3 separate regions of the Danio rerio genome follow, and all the other regions are linked to region 3. A link is a contact called in public HiCAR-type data. All regions are on one chromosome and are shown on one strand. The core of a region is the stretch at or near the end of the contact, and the rest is flanking DNA. Distances in the headings are between cores, read along the strand shown. Region 1 overlaps susd2 (sushi domain containing 2). Region 2 holds the start of kremen1 (kringle containing transmembrane protein 1). Region 3 holds the start of coq5 (coenzyme Q5, methyltransferase).

Region 1 (3,574 bases), core at 353-2,852, 190 kb before region 3:
GCCAAAACAAAGCAAAAACACAAGTTTATAAAACACACCTGTGAGTCAAACCATCTGCCCAGTGCAAGCTAATGAAAACAATTTGATCATTTGTATCGAGGGGGAAATTATTCACATAAAAGTAAACATGGTATTGTTGCTATGAAGCTTGTAGTATGTCAAACATGATTTTGATCAGTGTTTGCCGTTCATTTGTTGGTATTAAAAGCACATTGGATACAGAAATCAATAAATTAGCTTAATTGATAAATGATTGCTAAGTGTATCCAGTTTAATAATCATATTTTCCTTAAAGTACAAATGAAGGAACAGGAACAGCAATGTTTCTCAAAATTTTCTGCTATTCCCAACTTTGAAGGTGTTCCATGCCCTCTACCTTTCCCCAGTCACCAAAACAAAATGGCTGGTCATGTTGGTCTGTTATGTTTTTTCTCTTATTCACGGTTATCCTTTTTTTTTTTTTTTTCATGTCAAATGTATTCATTTTGAACTTTTATAGGCACTACTAGGGTTGTGCAAAATTTTAAAGAAAAAAAAAAGTTCTGTTGGAATTGTTTCTGCTGAAAACTACCTTATTATGATTCTTACTATAGCTCTAGAGGCGTAGTTGCAAGCGTACAAGTTTGCAACGCAGTTTGTGACTGTTCATTGGAACGGTGCATTTGGGGAACGTTAAATCAATTAACTGTTTGTAACGACCCAACTTGCGTCCTTAGTTTGCTAATGATGGTTTTCGGAAACGCACCCCTGTATGAATGTTTGGGACCAACTTCCATCATGAATTACTTGTAAAAACTCCTGGAAATGTCTTGGAAAAAGGTTTCTAATAAAGAGCAGGAACTCCGCAAATATAAATAAGATATATTTAAGTCTTTGCGGCGAGGAGCAAAGTTTCTTAAGCATCAAAAATGGTCCACATTTAATAGTTTATTAAACAATACAACAGGAGTAAAAGCAAATGTTCCGGCTATGGTTGCCTTTGTCAGTGTAATGATTAATTTTCTCATGATGCTCATGCACTCATTTCTGGTGTTCACAATCAGCTGAGTCACAGATCTCATTTTAGTCTCATTAGTCTCACATCATAAGACTGAATAAAAAAGTTATACATGGATTAAAAAAAATTTAATGAATAATAAAAAAATTAAATATCTAAATGAATATCATTTGAGACCGTTTTGTTTATTTCCTTTTCTTTTTCTTTCTTTATTTTTTTGTTTATTTTATTTGATGTTTTTAAAAATTTTCTGCTTGAAGTATTGTTGAGTGTGGATAATCTTTGTTGCTCTGTTTACACTATCAGGATTTCTTAACATTTTTCAGTTTTTCTCATCCACTACCATCATATACTTTATTGTCCTTGAGACGTAAGACCAGTTTGGTAGGGTTTGTTATTAACAAAAGTAATTTCTCAGTTGTCAAGAAGGATTCAGACAGATCCGCTCTAGTTAGCATGAAAGTACGACCTACAGATAACCTCCCACCATACATGTACATCTTTCCATTCTCATAGTATGGCTGTACTGCCGTTGAGCACGTCTATAGTCATTATCTTTGTTTTGAAGGCTTGGACGTCCCAGACTGGCGCTTTCAAGTGCTGACGTGTGATAGTGTCTTCGTAAGCGACAGCTCCACCTTCACTTGAATGCACAGTCCCACTAAAACTGTTTACTCCCATGTTTTATGTCAATGTGGGGGTCTCAGTGATCTTTTTCCCTCTTATCTGTTTCTCTACTTTCTCTCTCTCTCTCCCTTTCTTGCTCTGTCCTTCTCTTTCTTTTGTTTTGGCTACCGGCTGATAAAGGTTGACATCCTAGCCCACATCCCCGTTAAGCATGTCAGCGACGCAGGGATCAAAGAGCTGCCCAGGCCTGTAATTGACTTCCCATTACAGAGCGCTGAACCCCCAGCAAATAACCCTCAACCGTTTTGTTATTTGCATGCATTCCAGCGCAGCTCGCATTCAGACGAGCTAAAAGCAGGAAAGTGAGGGTGAAATGAAGGGAGTGAAATGTGCAGGTTAATAAGATGGACAATCGTGCAGGTTTGTGTGCAACTAAAACTGACAATTATTGTAAATATCTGTGAATTATTTCGTCAAGTGATCACATATGCAAGGCAAGTCCGAAATTTTTAATAGCCCTGGCATATTGTGAGTTAAAGTTGCTTTTTTGAGCCAGCAAGTGTTTTGGAGGTTGACAGTGACACAGGCTTCCTCCACATGATAAGACGATGTGCAAAAGGCATTATTGTTAAAAAAATATACATTTCTCATCTTTTGAACAAAAACTTAAAGTCAGAATTTTCAAGGTTTATGAATAATTTTGGGTTCGACTGTATAATATCACAGTCATAGCAGTGATATTATACTGCATGGAGACGTGCTTTGTCTCGATGCCGCAAGACGAGTGCCTTAGTGCCCCAGCAGCACCGATATACAGCCATATCGCAATGCTACAAGTGTGATATTGCGTATATTCAACAATTCGATGGCATAATCGTGTGTATAAAAAAAGAGAGTCTCAAAACCCTTTTGTACGAGAAACTACTTTCTTCCACCATTCATTCACATGATTGTCAGAACGGCAGAAAAAGTTGCTAACTCACAAACATCACTTCGGAACTAGTATTTGAATAATTCTCTAGCGTAATGCCTAAAGTGATGACCTAAAAGACAATTTTGCTTACACAATTTTGCTCAATCACATCTAGATTGTAATGCTAAACGGCATGAAATGCCATCAATCTACAGAGATTTCCCAGTATTTCTCTGTTGAAATCGAGATTTCACAAAAATTAATGCAGAAAAAGCCAAAGCAAAGCAAACACTACTAGATTGCTATCGTATAAATACAGCACTACAACATGCACAATAGAGAGATCAACTTGGAATGTCACTTACCTGTTTTATAATAATTTGTTCAGCTGTAGTTTAAAATTTGGAGATTTTTCTCCCTCTAATGACTTATTATGTGGTCACTAGGGTTGTAACGGTATGAATTTTTTACGGTATGATAATCGTCTAAAACAATACCACGGTTTGACGGTTTCACGGTATACAGTATTAAATAGTAACTCTCATAGCAAAGACCCTGAAAAGAATAAGAACACGTTTTCTGACTGAACAAAGGTTTTATTTCAACAAACTTTTGAAAGAACCATTTTAATAGAACTATAGAAGTCTTTTATAAAAATAAACTTAAAAATCTCCCATTTTAATAAATTAAATTAGAAGGAATAAACAAGCAAGGTCTTTTAAGATTAGACAAAAATAAACTTAAACTGTCCTTCCTGATAAGCAGGATAAATGGGAGACCAAAAGTGCAATACCAAGTTTATGGCTGTAAACATGTATTTAAAGCGTTGTTTTTTTCAGTCTAGGTTGTGATGAAGAAATGTAAGCATGTTGAGATTTTCAGGACCTTATCTTGACCGCTGAGGTGAGAGAATGTGTCCACTTGTACAATGAACAAATAAAAAAATAAGAAAATAATAAATAATGTGTCAAAGTCCAAATAAACATGGTGCAAATCCTCAGTAAAAAAATAGATATAAATATTTACTATACTATAAA
Region 2 (4,071 bases), core at 958-3,457, 140 kb before region 3:
GTGGGCGGATTAATACACAAAGGGTAAAGAGGCTGTATGGGTGCTAATATTACTTAAATATATCACCGCTATCAGCCAATCAGATTCGAGAACCAGATAGAACTGTTATATATGTCTATCTATCTGTATATCTATGGCTCATAAATCACACAGACTGAAGTATTTTAAAAATATAAAAATGCTGAATACTTGTGAGGGAGGGGATAGGGATAGGGTTAAATCATTAAGTCTTCAGTATGTTATGTCCCCATAAAGATAGCTGTACAAGTGTAACCAAATGTAAACCTGGATAAATAAATAATCCATAAAATAGACTGCATTTGTATTGTCACCCTCTTTCTCTCTCTCTCTCTCTCTCTTTCTCCCTCTCCCCCCTCTCTCTCTTTCTCTCTCTCTCTCTCTTGACACAGGAAAAGATGACTGTACTGTTATTGGGATAGGGAGTGTGTCCGTTCTCTTACAAATGCATATAATTATGATACACTTACACACATCAGACAAATTCTGAAGATACTGACACATCTAACTGCCTGGAATACACCTGAGCGACTTGTTAGGGCTCGACCGTCTAATTGAGACTCTTTTTCTGTGTGTAGCCTAGGTCAGTGCTCTTAATAGTAAACTGTAAGCAATTCTAGGACACAAATCTAATCATGTTAGTTTGGTGTTTTCAGAGTTTGGGGTTTTGCAAGTTTACTGAAAAAAAAGCCCTATAGACAAATTAAGACATTTTCATTTTATTGCCGTTCACTGACCATCCTGTTCATGATTCACTCCGTTATGGTCACTTTCATACCCAACCAAATCATTTGAAACCTTAAAAAAGGGCTGCAGGCAGCGAGTGTTATTTTTACCGAGCCGTTTGGGGTTTTGGGTGAGTTGGTTTTAATTTCGGTGGTGGATGAAGTCACTGAGGAGGCCTGTTATGGCACAGGAGACTGAGGTCATGGATCCTCCGTTCATGTTTTCTCCCACTAGAGAGAGACATTCTGCACCCCTGATGCTGTCGGTTTTTATTGACTGGAATGTATGACATTGAAATGAGGCTTGTGTTGCAGTGGTCAACATGTGTCATTAAAGCTGACAGACTTTTAGTTTACTTGTATGTAACATTTCCCCCCATTTATGTAAACATTGAAAGAGCAATTATTAACTCAGCATATACAATGCTCAGCATCTATCTATCTATCTATCTATCTATCTATCTATCTATCTATCTATCTATCTATCTATCTATCTATCTATCTATCTATCTATCTATCTATCTATCTATCTATCTATCTATCTATCTATCTATCTATCTATCTATCTATCTATCTATCTATTATTTATTAGTATTTTCTACATTTACATTTAATCATTTAGCAGACGCTTTTATCCAAAGCGACTTACAAATGAGGACAAGGAAGCAATCGACAAGCATATTATATCTTTATATAATTATCTTTAATATTTAATTTAAATATAATTTTTATTATTTGTAGTAGTTTTATGACTATATTTATTTTTCGTATTTTTATATGACATTTCGACATTTATGACATTGTCATTTTAATTATATTATTATTATTTTTAATAGGACTGCATATATAATTTACTTCAGCAATAACTGAAGATAATACTTACTTCTTGCTGACATAAAAAATATTAAATTATATGTGTTAAAGATATCTGAATATTTTAAAAATATTTTTAAATATCTTTTTTATGTTTTTGTCACATTTTACTATTAAATTTAAATAGATTTTATTTTTATTAATTGCATAACAAAAACAATAGCATACAAAAAGAGGAATGCAGTACTTATTATTATATTTATTATTATTATTATTATTATTACAAAAACAGCATTACAAAAAGAAATACTAAATCTGTGTATGTCTGTCTGTCTGTCTGTCTGTCTGTCTTAAAAAGTCTTTCTTTTTTACAAAGTTTTCTCCTCCTCTGAACTCTGGTTCTCATTTCTTGAATTTCTGCGCGCAACAGGTACTAAATGCCCCCATGGATGGTGCAGGTTGAATCTATTGCCCCGATTTCCTGTCACATGATTTTGAAATAGGATCCCTAGTTTTTCTGCTATCTGTCTTGTGTGTGTGCGCGTGTGTCTGCGTGTGTGTGTGTGTGTATGTGTCTGGGGGCAGCGCTGATCTGCCTGGAGAAGTTGAGACGCTCTTCTTAACGCGGACGCGCAGCGGGCTTTCCTGACATTCATCCGCGCGCCGCATCAGCTCGACTGACCTGACTGGACTTCAACACACTTCACCTGCGAGAACAGAGGACCAGAAGCTCAGACAGATCACAGACTACAGTTACAGTAGCTACAGAAGAGCGATGGATTCGTGGAGAGTCGCAGCTTTGCTCCTTGCCGTCTGCTTCAGCGCTTCAGCTACTGAGCACTTCCACACGGGTCAGTCTTCAACTTTTGTATCTCCTAACTTTGTGCTTTATGGAGATTGTTTGTGTTTTGTGAGATGTTTCTGAAAAGTAGTGCACTGTGTTGGAACCCGCATTGTCCGGACTCCAGTCTCGAGATGAGCATCGGCGTGAAGTGTAGGATATATGGCAAGCCTTTTTCACTTTTAGCTGTTCCCTGTGTATGTAGTTTTGCATAGGATGTATCTAAAGTTGAGTTTTTAATCTTTTTGAGCTTAATTTATATTAAGGATAAACTTTTGCTTGAAACCTGGTCTGATACTATAGAGATTGGATGTCAATATAGTGGAAACCTGTAGGCTATTCTCGATATTGACAATGACATTGTCACTCGCAGAAATCCAATTATTCATATCGAAATATGAATTTCAACTCGTAAAACACGTTTTGTGATGTCTGAAATTGCACGTTTTACTAGTTTTTATTGTCACAATAAGCTGCTGTTCATATTAAACTGCAGATATCAATATTTGTTTAATGAAGTTTCACATATCTGAAATGCACTTTTTCGCTATAGTACAATTATTTCTAATAGTATCAAAAAATCTTTAAATTAACTAAAAATCACAGAAATTTGGGCAAATATAGAAAACTATTGTAAAAGTTGTTACAATGTAAACATTTTAATAGATTTTATTAATGTTTCATTACAATAAATAAATAATGCTATTTTTATTATGTATAATTAGTATTACAATCATTAAATAATATAATTAAATGTTATTGTTTAATGCCTGTGATTAACCAATTACATGCTTGTACATAGTTTGGGTTATCTTTCAACTTTTCAACTATTTTTCTTGATATCACAATATGAATTTTACCAACAAAACAGATATTTTTTTTTCGATTTATTTATTTTATTTAAACTTTAATTATATTTTTTATTGATTAATTACATCAAATTTATTCATTATTTTTCTAAAATTAATTATATATGACTGGCACAATCATTCATAATGTCAAAAATTTTATTTAGTAAACAACAGAAATCTGCAAATGTGTAAATAACTACTTTCATCCTTAACAGTGATCAATTAAATATATCATGATTTTTATACATTTGTCCAAATTCCCTTGAATTTTTTAGTGGGTACCCTTGCTGGAGTTTATTATACACATTTGTGTTCCTGGGTTTCGTGGTTCATGTAAAGGCTTTCCAGTCTATCATTCATAAAACTCTTGCTTTGTTCCTGAATGAATCAGCAGTTTTGAACAAATCCATTGAATTACTGATATCGAAATGTGAAATTCAACTCATCCAACCCATGTTTCTTGATGTCTGAAATTGTATTTTTTCTAGTTTGCTGTCACAATAAGCTGCTGGTCATATTTAACTGCAGATATCAAGAAAGATATAAGATATAAAGAAATTTCACATTTCAGAAATGCACTTTCTCGCTATAGTATATTTATTTTCAATAGTCACAAAAAAATCATTGACTTAACAAAAAACTAGTCTCTTATATTATAACTGAATGAATCAGCATTTTTGAACAAATCCATTTAATTAACCGTTAAGTTCATTCACAGACTTGCTGCCACTTATTAGTGTAGTTTTATTTCTAAAGTATCACTTATATTATTCTACTATTGAATATTAGAGTAAAGATTAAAAAGGCTACTAAAAATAGTTTG
Region 3 (3,708 bases), core at 644-3,143:
TTTACAATGTAGATTGTGTCAAAGCAGTTTAACATATAAGTTCTAGTAAATTGAAAATGTGTCCGTCCAATGATACTAAAATAATCAAATGGAATAAACAAATTGATCATTAAATCTGTATGTGTAAAATATTTAATGCCAGTTATTATAACATAAATTACACAGTAAAGAAAGAATAGTGAAATAATCAACATATTTAGCAATAGAGTCTACTAAATATTTTCTGTTTAAAATGCAGTTATTATATATTACAGTTTTTCTCAGTCGCTTTGATGCATTTCTCACTAAACAATTTACATTTGCACAACAGTTAATGCATTTCTCAAAACAATTAGATATTTGTGCACATCCTAGTAGCAGTTTCTCATTCTTTTCAACAAATTGTGAATGCTTTTGGACATGCATCAATTGCTTTCATACAAATCTCTGCTGTTTAGAACATTATCATCTGCTTATGTCATGTCAGTCAAAATGAACTAAACATAAATGCTGAATAGTCATTCCATATACAACTAACAGTCCTCATTTCATTACTTGACTCATTACATACAAAAATGTAATTTTTTTTGTAATTTGAACTAGTTGTCAAAATCTGTCCAGCTAATTTTTTTAACAAATTTAAATCTTTATTTTCCTAAAAAAAATGTCTTTAAAATTGAACAATTTCATGAATGATTTACAGACCTGTATGTTGTAGGCTCAGTTCCAATATGTACTGCAATATAGTTTACAGTTGTGCACAGCTCTACCTAAAGGGAGTTTATGTTTGTTGTAAATAAGGGTGTATTTATTTTTTTGCACAATGCTGTGAATAAATTAGAATTGCAAAGAGAAAATGCAGTAAAAATGTGAAACAAACATATTCAGTGTCTTGTACTTAGATACCTCACTAAATGCAGTGATGTATCATTTTCAGGAAGTGTCACCAAAATCTGACTTTTTTTTTTGTATTGAAAAGAGAGTAAACTGTCATAATGAAAACATGACTGAGCCATTTGACTATCTTGTTCATAATCAATGGTGTCAGGACTTTTCATTTTGATGATACTGACACTTTGATTGACATGAATACTTGCTTTTGAGGAATGAACTATCCATTTTGAGCAAGTGACGCGCTTTTGCAGGTTATCAGCTAGGTTTTGCAGTTTGTACTAATTGTTTTGAGAAAATCATTAAATGTTGTGCAAAAATGCACTAGTGTTGTGAGAAACGCACCAAAGCGACTGAGAAAAACTGTAAATAACATTTATTTCACAGTTCCCCCCTTTGTGACATAATAATGAAAAAAAGACAATTACAATATAAAAACAGCAATAAATCAAATAAAGTTTGTAATACATATACATTTATGTATAATTATTTATATATTGTTTTATATTTTATGTATTTTATTTATTTTATTTATTTATTATTATATATTTTATTCAAAAAGATTTTTTCCTGCCAAATAAAATTAGTGTGCAGTTTACACAGTTTTCCCCTCTTTTGTGTGATGATACACAGTAATGAAACAAGAATTTATAAAAAGATAAAAGCTTAAAGTAAATCTTTAAAATTTAAAGATTACTTTTCATACAGAGTCATGCGCAGTATGATATGCAGTAAAATGCACAGATTCGAACTAATCGATAACCCTCTTTATAGATAATAGACAACCCTCTTTCTAATGCAAAAAACATTCAGAATTAATTTAATTTGAATTTATACAGTGTAATTTCTCATCCTTTCTGTGACAAGAAGAAAAATATTGTTTTTTCAATGATGGCGATGCATAGGGTCTCTAGGAATCTGGAATCTGGAGTTCGCTCAATCTACCCTTTTGTAGTCCAACAAACATCACCCGAAACTACAGATCGTCGCGTGAAGGGATTATGACGGAGATGTTTACGCAACTAAATTTGAAAGAAACATGGCGGCCCCCATCAGGGCATTTGTCCTTAGAGTTCTCTCCGATTCCACTAGAAATGTTCATCATGTTTCACGGTGTCGAAGCAAATATTTATGTCGTCGTGCTGCAATCACAGCATGTCGTGGATATAGCGACAGCACGGAGGGCAGAAGTACGCACTTTGGTTTCCAAACAGTCCCAGAAGAAGAGAAAGCAGAGAAAGGTGAGTTGCAAACACTATTATCTTTAGCTGCATAAAAGCATGTGCTTCACAAAATGTATAATACAAGCTATAAATATGATTTCAATGTCTGCGTTTCTTCAATGGTCGTTACATTTCTGTTTCTCTCGTTATTTTTTACTGTCAGTGTCAGTGACGTACATGACGTACATTACTTTGTGCTTTTTTACGTTTTAAACATCAAACATGGACAAATTATCCCAACAAAATCTGTACAGAAAAATAATATTAGCAACAGTAATGATGACAATACCCTACCATAACATAAATTAAATAAATAAACAATTAAAAAATGAAAGAAAATATAAACAACTAAAACTTTAGCAAAATAATTACCGTAAAATTTAAAAAGTATATTTTTTGTTTTAAATAATCTAATAGATTTAATAAATGCAACAATTTCAATTTAGAAATGTGGAAAAGAAAGCTTTTTATGTGAACAAAACAATTTCCTAAACAAAAATATAACGGGTTAATAATGTTTTTCTCTGATATCAGTGTATAAGGTCTTTGAAAGTGTGGCCAAGAAGTATGACGTGATGAATGACGCCATGAGTTTGGGGATCCACAGGCTGTGGAAAGACACACTTCTACACATCATGAACCCTCAGCCGGGATTGCGGCTGCTTGACACGGCTGGTGGCACAGGTACCTCCCGACTGACTATCACTGTAGTTCATTACTCCTTTTTCTCAGTGTCATGTGAGCCTCCAAATTCATTTGCTGTTGAAAAAGCATTTCTGATTGTTTTCAATGTTTAAATAAGTGGGATTATCATTTTTGTGATATTTACTACAATTCAGAGGTTTGAAGTAAATAAAGTCTTGATAGTTCACTCAAAAATGAAAATCTACTCACCATTTACTCAACCTCAAGATGTTCTAACACTTTATTGGTTTTATTGTTCTTCTGTTGAACACAAAAGAAAGTATTTTTAAGAAAGTTAAAAATAAGTAAGCATTGACTTCCATAGTGAGAAAAACAAATATTAGGGAAATCAAAGGTTACAGGTTATCATTGTTCTTCAAAATATCTTCTTTATATAGGAGAAATAAACTCACTTGTTTGAAACAAGGGTGAGTAAATTAACAAATTTTCCCTTTTTTTTGGGTGAACTATCTCTTAAATTTACTTTTCTATTATTTCTGTTTGTTTGTATCCACCACAGAATCTTGAGAAAATATTAAATCAGTTTCCCCAAATATTAAGCAAAAAAATGTGTTATCGTCATGATTGTTGATAACCATTATTAATAATTGAGCACCGATTCCCCAATGGCTGAAGTATTAGACAAAGGAATAATTTACACGTTTAAAAATGTAAAAAAAAAAAAAAAAAAAAAAAATATATATATATATATATATATATATATATATATATATATATATATATATATATATATATATATATATATCACAGTAATTCATTTAATTTTTTAAATAAATTACACACTTGATAAATGAAATGCTATATCAATTATTTAAAACATTTCTCCACCAGTAGCTACATTTAGGATTGGGTTCCCTCACTACCTGACAAACGTCTATCCAAGTTTTAGGAACAACAAGTAATAACTTGA

What was found. HiCAR-type assays count read pairs that join an accessible place to other places.
Region 1: a HiCAR-type map of caudal fin shows a contact between it and region 3, with 8 times the contacts expected there. The contact joins the enhancer-like site here to the promoter of coq5 in region 3. A contact is called at or near these places in 8 of 18 Hi-C or Micro-C datasets (caudal fin, embryo, fibroblasts and 2 more) and 1 of 4 datasets of contacts at active chromatin or transcription factors (caudal fin).
Region 2: a contact with region 3 is called in a HiCAR-type map of caudal fin, with 7 times the contacts expected there. The contact joins the promoter of kremen1 here to the promoter of coq5 in region 3. A contact is called at or near these places in 2 of 18 Hi-C or Micro-C datasets (caudal fin and an unstated tissue) and 2 of 4 datasets of contacts at active chromatin or transcription factors (caudal fin and pancreas).

Annotation. Positions count from the first base shown.
Region 1 is chr5:17,061,794-17,065,367 of GRCz12tu, reverse strand. All of the region lies in intron 13 of susd2 (sushi domain containing 2), which reads left to right. Among named protein-coding and RNA genes, the nearest start is that of susd2, 30 kb to the left of the region's middle. Within about 2 kb of position 1,602, at least 3 of the 62 cell types and tissues checked have an H3K27ac peak or open chromatin away from gene starts, as enhancers often do. A contact at or near this core is called in caudal fin, where this site is marked.
Region 2 is chr5:17,010,379-17,014,449 of GRCz12tu, reverse strand. kremen1 (kringle containing transmembrane protein 1) reads left to right here and starts at 2,207. Exons shown (of 10, transcript NM_001114917.1): 1 at 2,207-2,407. The coding sequence starts at 2,332.
Region 3 is chr5:16,875,385-16,879,092 of GRCz12tu, reverse strand. coq5 (coenzyme Q5, methyltransferase) reads left to right here and starts at 1,893. Exons shown (of 7, transcript NM_001004541.1): 1 at 1,893-2,111; 2 at 2,628-2,777. The coding sequence starts at 1,910.